Linked DNA regions of Mus musculus: region 2 is linked to region 1. A link is a contact called in public promoter capture Hi-C data. All regions are on one chromosome and are shown on one strand. The core of a region is the stretch at or near the end of the contact, and the rest is flanking DNA. Distances in the headings are between cores, read along the strand shown.

Region 1 (3,281 bases), core at 212-2,711:
CAAAAGTCCCCCATACCCACCCACCCCCACTCCCCTACCCACCCACTCCCCCTTTTTGGCCCTGGCGCTCCCCTGTACTGGGGCATATAAAGTTTGCGTGTCCAATGGGCCTCTCCAGTGATGGCCGACTAGGCCATCTTTTGATACATATGCAGCTAGAGTCAAGAGCTCCGGGGTACTGGTTAGTTCATAATGTTGTTCCACCTATAGGGTTGCAGATCCCTTTAGCTCCTTGGGTACTTTCTCTAGCTCCTCCATTGGGAGCCCTGTGATCCATCCATTAGCTGACTGTGAGCATCCACTTCTGTGTTTGCTAGGCCCCGGCATAGTCTCACAAGAGACAGCTACATCTGGGTCCTTTCAATAAAATCTTGCTAGTGTATGCAATGGTGTGGATTTTATTTTCTTGTGTGTGTGTGCATGAGTGTCCCTGGAGGCTGGAGCAGGGCATCAAGTTTATTGGAGCTAATGTTACAGGCAGTTGTGAGATGTTGGCATGGGTGCTAGAACCAATTCAGGTCAGCAAACATTTTTTGTTGTTTATGTGCATTGATGTTTTGCTTGCATGTCTGTCTATGTAAGGACAGTTGTGAGCTGCCATGTGGGTGCTGAGAATGGAACACAGGTCCTCTGGAGGAGCAGTCAATGCTCTTAACCACTGACTCCCCCAGCAAACATTCTTATACAACACCCCTCTGGTCTCCTCAGGACACATGTGTACATACACATTTTTTTTTAATAAAAAATACTCCCAAGTTGCAACTTTTTGAAGCTGATCTCTTTTTTAGCTGAAGGACGAGTTCCTCGAGTATTGCCATATAAAATAGAACTAGGGTGTGGGTCTCTTGGACTCAGCTATCAAGGTCAGTGGTTCTTAGGAGCAATCAGTGCTGTCTAACTGTTCATGCCACGAGGCCAGTGGTTATTTTGGTCTGACTCATCCTTTAGTCCCATGGGCTATCTTTTCCAGCCTTGTGATTGTGTGGGAACTTGTTCAAGGATCAGCAGATGTGGAAGGGACCCAGGCGATCTCATCTCAGGCTCTGGACCTGAATGTTTGCAGCCTGAAATCACTCACTACCTGGACGAAGAGCAAATCCACTTTCCTGTCCTGTTTCAGACTTGGGTCTCAAATAGAAGAGGTAGCCTTAGCATAGTTTACAGGTCCCCCCCCCCCCCCCCCGTTCTAGCCACCCAGCCTAGCGAAGTTCCTTGGTAGTTTGCAGCAGGTCAGTTCCGGCCTCTCGGGTGAGTCAGATTTACCCCTTAGCCTCGTATTGGCTCAGCTCCACCTCTCGGTGTCTGTCCAGTCTCGGGGAGCGTCTCCACCCTCACAGGATAGCGGCCCAGGACTACTCCTATTTAGGACATGAGCTGCCACGTGCCCAAAGCATGCTGGGTGCCCCTGGGGAGGGGAAGACCCGCAGGACGCCGGATCACGCGCCCGTTACGCACCGCCCCCACGTGACCCGCGGTGTGTTCCGGAGATGAATTGCTTCCGGGTTTCAAAGTAACCCTCCACTCTAAGGCGAAAGGGGGCGGGTATAGAAGGTAGGCTGTAGAGTCGCCTAACATCCATTTCCGTACGTTCTGCCCCACTCCCCCAAGGTGTCGCTGAGACCCTTGACTGCGTCTCCGGGGCTTAGCAGGTGGCAGAGCACGCTCCGGAGCCTCTCGTAAAGTTCCGCCGCGCGTGGAACAAAGGCCTTCAAGCCACGCCCGGCGCCGCCTGCTACTCAGGGGGAAGTAGGTAACTAGGCTCACTCCATTGGCCCTTCGGGTGAGTGATGGAAGCACCGGCCAACCGCTGCCTGCACAAGATGCGTGCGTAGTACTCAGAAGGTTCAGCAAGGGTGAAACTACGTGAAGCTCTAGTTTTGGGCAGTTTCTCTGGGGCTCTGAGGAGGTGCGCATGCGTAAAACCCCCATCGTCAACTTCCTGCACAAATTGAGAATTAGCACCCTCAGCCTTGGCAATTTTACTGAGATTGACAGCACTGCGTAAGATCTGGCATTGCCTGGGCGTTCCAGAAGGAGAATCCGACAGGCGAATGCAACGATTTGTCATTGTCAAAACTGTTAACCACAAAGTCCACGCCGAAAAACTGCGTGATTGAATTATTTAAAAAAGGGGGCTGGAGAGATGGCTCAGTGGTTAAGAGCACTGATTGCTCTTCCGAAGGTCCTGAGTTCAAATCCCAGCAACCACATGGTGGCTCACAACCATCTGTAATGAGATCTGATGCCAGTCCAGGGTGTCTGAAGACAGCTGCAGTGTAGTTACATATAATAAATAAATAAATAAATAAATAAATAAATGAATGGTGTAGTTACATATAATAAATAAATAAACAAACAAATAAATATTTAAAAAAGAAAAAAATCGCGGGGCTGGGGATGTAGCTCCGAGCCCGGAGTTCTGCTGGAGTTCGACCTGGTGTGTGCATATAGGATTAGAAGTTCAAGGCTATCCCGAAATATAAGAGACTCTGGTCTAAAAAAAAAAAAAAAAAAAAAAAAGAGCCACAAATGATTTTGTTTGGAGAAGTAGTCACAGATGCCGTCCACTTTAATGGGCCACAGGTTGGACACGCCTTGCTCTATTTTCCTGTCTTCTGGCGGTAAGATTATAGTGCGAATAGCCTGAGAGCTATTGGCCTGAATCTGTGCAGACACCTTGCTACAGTAGTAAGAATATTTATTTAGAGAGGTTTCACAGTTTGTCTTATACTCTTTCACTCAAGAGGTCCTCACATAACCCTTCTATTGGGATGGAGGTATAGCTTAGTTTAATGGTAGAGCACTTGCCTAGAAGGAGTTCCGTTCCCAGATTACAGTGGCCGCCACATCGTGTAGACAGATCCCAAGCTGAGGCTTAAGATGCTGGAGTCCCAAAAAACACTGTCCAGGTGAAGCAGCCAAGAGGCCCTATCTCCCCACCCAGGGGTCCTATATTGTTAGGGACTGTTGCTCGCAGTGACCTAGTGTCAAGTTGGGATAATTACTCTTTTTTTTTTTTTTTAAGATTTTATTTATATAAGTACACTGTAGCTGTCTTCAGACACACCAGAAGAAGGAATCAGACCCCATTACAGATGGTTATGAGCCACTATGTGTTTGGTGGGAATTGAACTCAGGAACTCTGGAAGAGCAGTCAGTGCTTTTTTTTGGGGGGGGGGGGGTTTCGAGACAGGGTTTCTCTGTATAGCCCTGGCTGTCCTGGAACTCACTTTGTAGAGGCTGGCCTCGAACTCAGAAATCCGCCTGCCTCTGCCTCCCAA
Region 2 (3,281 bases), core at 479-2,978, 280 kb after region 1:
CCACCCAGAGATGCCGCTCTATCCACCGACTGCTACATCTCCTTTACCATTTTGCCTCAGAAGGATGCTAAACTACATCCGTGAACAGAAGTAACTTACTTCTGTGTGTGTGTGTGTGTGTGTGTGTGTGTGTGGGTGGGTGGGTGTGTGGTATATGTGGCACTTCCCCTGGGGCATTTCCTGGAACTAAAGGTGTCAGTAACCGAACAGCCTCCTCAAGAAACCACCGAGGCTGGGTGAGCTGCTAGGATCCCTTCTGATGCCCAGTCTCCTGGACAGGATCTGGCCCGGTGTGACCTCTGCAGTTGGCTTGGGCCCTCCAGCTCCTCAGACAATCTAGAGCGAGCTTTAGCTTTCCAGCTCCTGGTACTGAAAAAGCAGTCAGGAGTTTAAGGCTCCTTGCTTAGTGACTGACATTTGAGGGAAAGAAAAACCACTGAGTTGGCAGAAAAGGGTCACAGTGACCCTTCCTTCCCTTACAGATCAACTTGTGCCTCAGGTGGCCTCTTCTTCTCCCAGCCCCTCCCAGGCTCCCTGGCATCTCTGTTTCTTCGTGCCATTTCGTCCCCTCTGGCACACCCTTCTCCTTCCTCAGCCCCTTCATCTCTATGGTGCCATCCATACCTCCCAGGTACTAGACACTTACCAGCATGGTATTTGACTCTGGGCATGGGCCCCTGACCACCAGTCCCAGAAGCAGGTGGCAGTGATGGCAGCAGGAAGAGTTGGAAGAAAAAAACACGCAGGAGACTCCATGAGTCCTGGCCCAGGGATGGTAGGGCCATGGTCAGCCTGAGATGGTCACCAGATGGTTCTGAGGAAACAGGCACTTTCTGGGTTAGCCATGCTTACCACACCCTTCCTGAGGGCCAATAGGAGAGCCCCAGGGGGCAGAAGTTCCTCTCTGGAAGGGCCCTCAGAGTCTCACTTCCATCCATCCCCAGCCTTGAAGGTGCCTCCTGCTGCCCTCTGCATAGGGTGCTGCTGTGGCCCACGCTGTGCCTCTGGTCACCTAACCATTAAAAAAACTACCTTGCCATTTCTCACCTGACTCACAGAAAAATTCCTTTCCACTTTGCCCCCTCAGCATCTCCTGGCCCCGTGCTCCAGAGCTCTGATCATCTCTGGCCCTGGGCAAAGGTCTTCTAGGGAACTAGTTCCTGTATGCAAAAGGTAGATTTCCCCAGGCTGGCCTGTGCTGTGACACCTTATGCCCGCTACTCACCCCAACCCAGGCAGACAGCCTACCCTCTCCTCAGCCCCCAGGGGCTCTGACTCTTGCTTAATCGGGCCCATCTAGCCTTCTTCTTAGGGATAGGGGCGTGCCAGTTTATCTACCACTGTGGTGGGGCTGCCCTCTGTATTTCCTGGGAGTGGCCTGGGCAGGAGTCCTTGGCAGACTCTCAACTTCTCCAGCCCCCCTGTCTGCCTCCCCAGAGCTCCGCAATCAGCCTCCCCCATGGCCACTGAATGCAGGTTCACACCCCTCCCCCGCCCCCGCCTCATCTCACATACCCTTGAGCCAGCCACACTGAGAAGTCCTGTGTTCAAACCCTGAATCAGGGTGCCATCCGAGGCAAAGAAGGGGGTCCAGGCAAGGCAAGCAGGCTCAGCCTGGCTGGAACGGGCGCGCGGCCCTCCAGGCACCCATCCTGCCAGAGCCAGTGTGGGTTTCAGGCCAGGGAAACCAGAATTTCTACCTCGAGTTGTGACAGATCCTGGCTGGCTTGGGCGGAAGTTGGTGGATCAGGGCGGGGAGACTGGTGGAGTGTGGGAGTGGGGGTGAGGCTTGAAGGCCTTGCAGGAGACACACCTCCCTCCCTCCTTAGTCTATCCAGAAATTAAGAGTTCCTTCCCGGCCAGTTCAGTGATGCCCTTGTTTCTCCCGCACACCACTTCCAGTCTAACCAGCCCAAGCTGCAGACTCCTCTTGCTCAAGAGAGCTCGGTATGACACCGTCTCTCTCCTATTCCTTCTCTCTCTGACCCCATTGTGGGGTTCCCCCACTGCCACATACTGAGACCTCCCGACCTCCCACACCCAGTAGGACCACATTCTTGAAAGATAACACGTTTAAAGCTGGCATGGTGGCGAGGCATACCTTTAATCCCAGTACTCGGGAGGCAGAGGCAGGCAGATCTCTGAGTTCGAGGCCAGCCTGATCTACAGAGTGTGCTCCAGGTCATCCAGGGCTATACAGAGAAACCCCGTATCAAAAAAATAAAAAATAAATAAAAATCCTACATTTGTATTAGTTTTTTGGTTTTTCCCTATGACTTTGCTGAGGAAGCCCTAGTAATTTGACGTCTCAGTGGGAAATTGGAGAAATTCCCCATTTGAACGCGTGCTTCTTGGGATACGCTTTGGAGCTGAAGCACCCAGCTGGCATGGTGGCTGGTTCCTCCTCCCCAAAGGTTCCAGGAAGACCTCATAACGCAGGGTTAATGAGTAACCAAGGGCTCCTAGGCCAATAAAGAGTGGTTGGGCTGCTGCCCACTCTCCCGGGTCAGCTGACTTCAGGTTAAAGAGCACAGTGACCCAAGCTGGTCTACCTCCAGGACATACCCTATCTTCACTGTAAACACCATCCTCACTGCCAGGATGGTCCCCACTGTAGGCTGTCCTCCACCCTTCCAGTTACAGCTCCTAGACGGAAAGCATTCCTCGGTAGAGCCTGCTTGGCCTTCCCTTCATGCTTTCCCCTCTGCTTCCGTTCTCCAGTGTGGCCCAGGAGCTGGGCTCACACAGACCCTCCTGATGGCTTCATCTGTCAAAGCTTGCTAAGACCCGCCCCCCCCCAAGCTCTCCGTTCACTGTGAGGACTTTGCCAATCTCCCTGTGCTGACACAAACTTCTGAGTCTCCTTGACCTCTAGATCAGGCTTGGGAAGCCACCACCTCAGGGCCTCTCTTTGGAGACAGATTGGCCTATCTGGGTCACAGGGAGGAGCTGTGACCAGAGGAGCAGCTCCAATGCCATCCTTCTTTACTCTCTTCCTGTCCCTGGGCGTCCTCAGGAGACCAAGTGCTCTCCCAGGCCCTCGGACAATGTGAGAAGCTCACACTTGGGGCTTCAGGCTTCCCAACTTCAGCAGGCAGGCTCCACTACAGTCTTGCTGCACAGAGAACAGAAGTGCAGCAGGGGTGACTGGACAGCCTGACGTCCATCCATCTACCTCAGACCTGTCTAATTCGGAAGCTCTCCCTACATGGCTGGCTCCTTCAGTCCCATCTCCTGCCCTAGTGCATTAGCTCAGCTCAGAGCTGCTCAACAGAGGGAGT

What was found. Promoter capture Hi-C pulls out the DNA fragments that hold promoters and counts their contacts.
Region 2: a contact with region 1 is called in a promoter capture Hi-C map of stem cell-derived epiblast-like cells, with 8 times the contacts expected there. The contact joins the promoter of Sema4a here to the promoter of 1700113A16Rik in region 1. A contact is called at or near these places in 3 of 39 promoter capture datasets (embryonic stem cells, liver and stem cell-derived epiblast-like cells), 3 of 484 Hi-C or Micro-C datasets (all in embryonic stem cells) and 1 of 9 other capture datasets (pancreatic islet).

The regions. Positions count from the first base shown.
Region 1 is chr3:88,176,324-88,179,604 of GRCm38.p6, forward strand. It overlaps 1700113A16Rik (RIKEN cDNA 1700113A16 gene), which reads right to left and starts at 1,462. Exons shown (of 3, transcript NR_045997.1): 1 at 1,264-1,462.
Region 2 is chr3:88,454,033-88,457,313 of GRCm38.p6, forward strand. Sema4a (sema domain, immunoglobulin domain (Ig), transmembrane domain (TM) and short cytoplasmic domain, (semaphorin) 4A) reads right to left here and starts at 1,729. Exons shown (of 15, transcript NM_013658.3): 1 at 1,516-1,729; 2 at 647-814. The coding sequence starts at 785.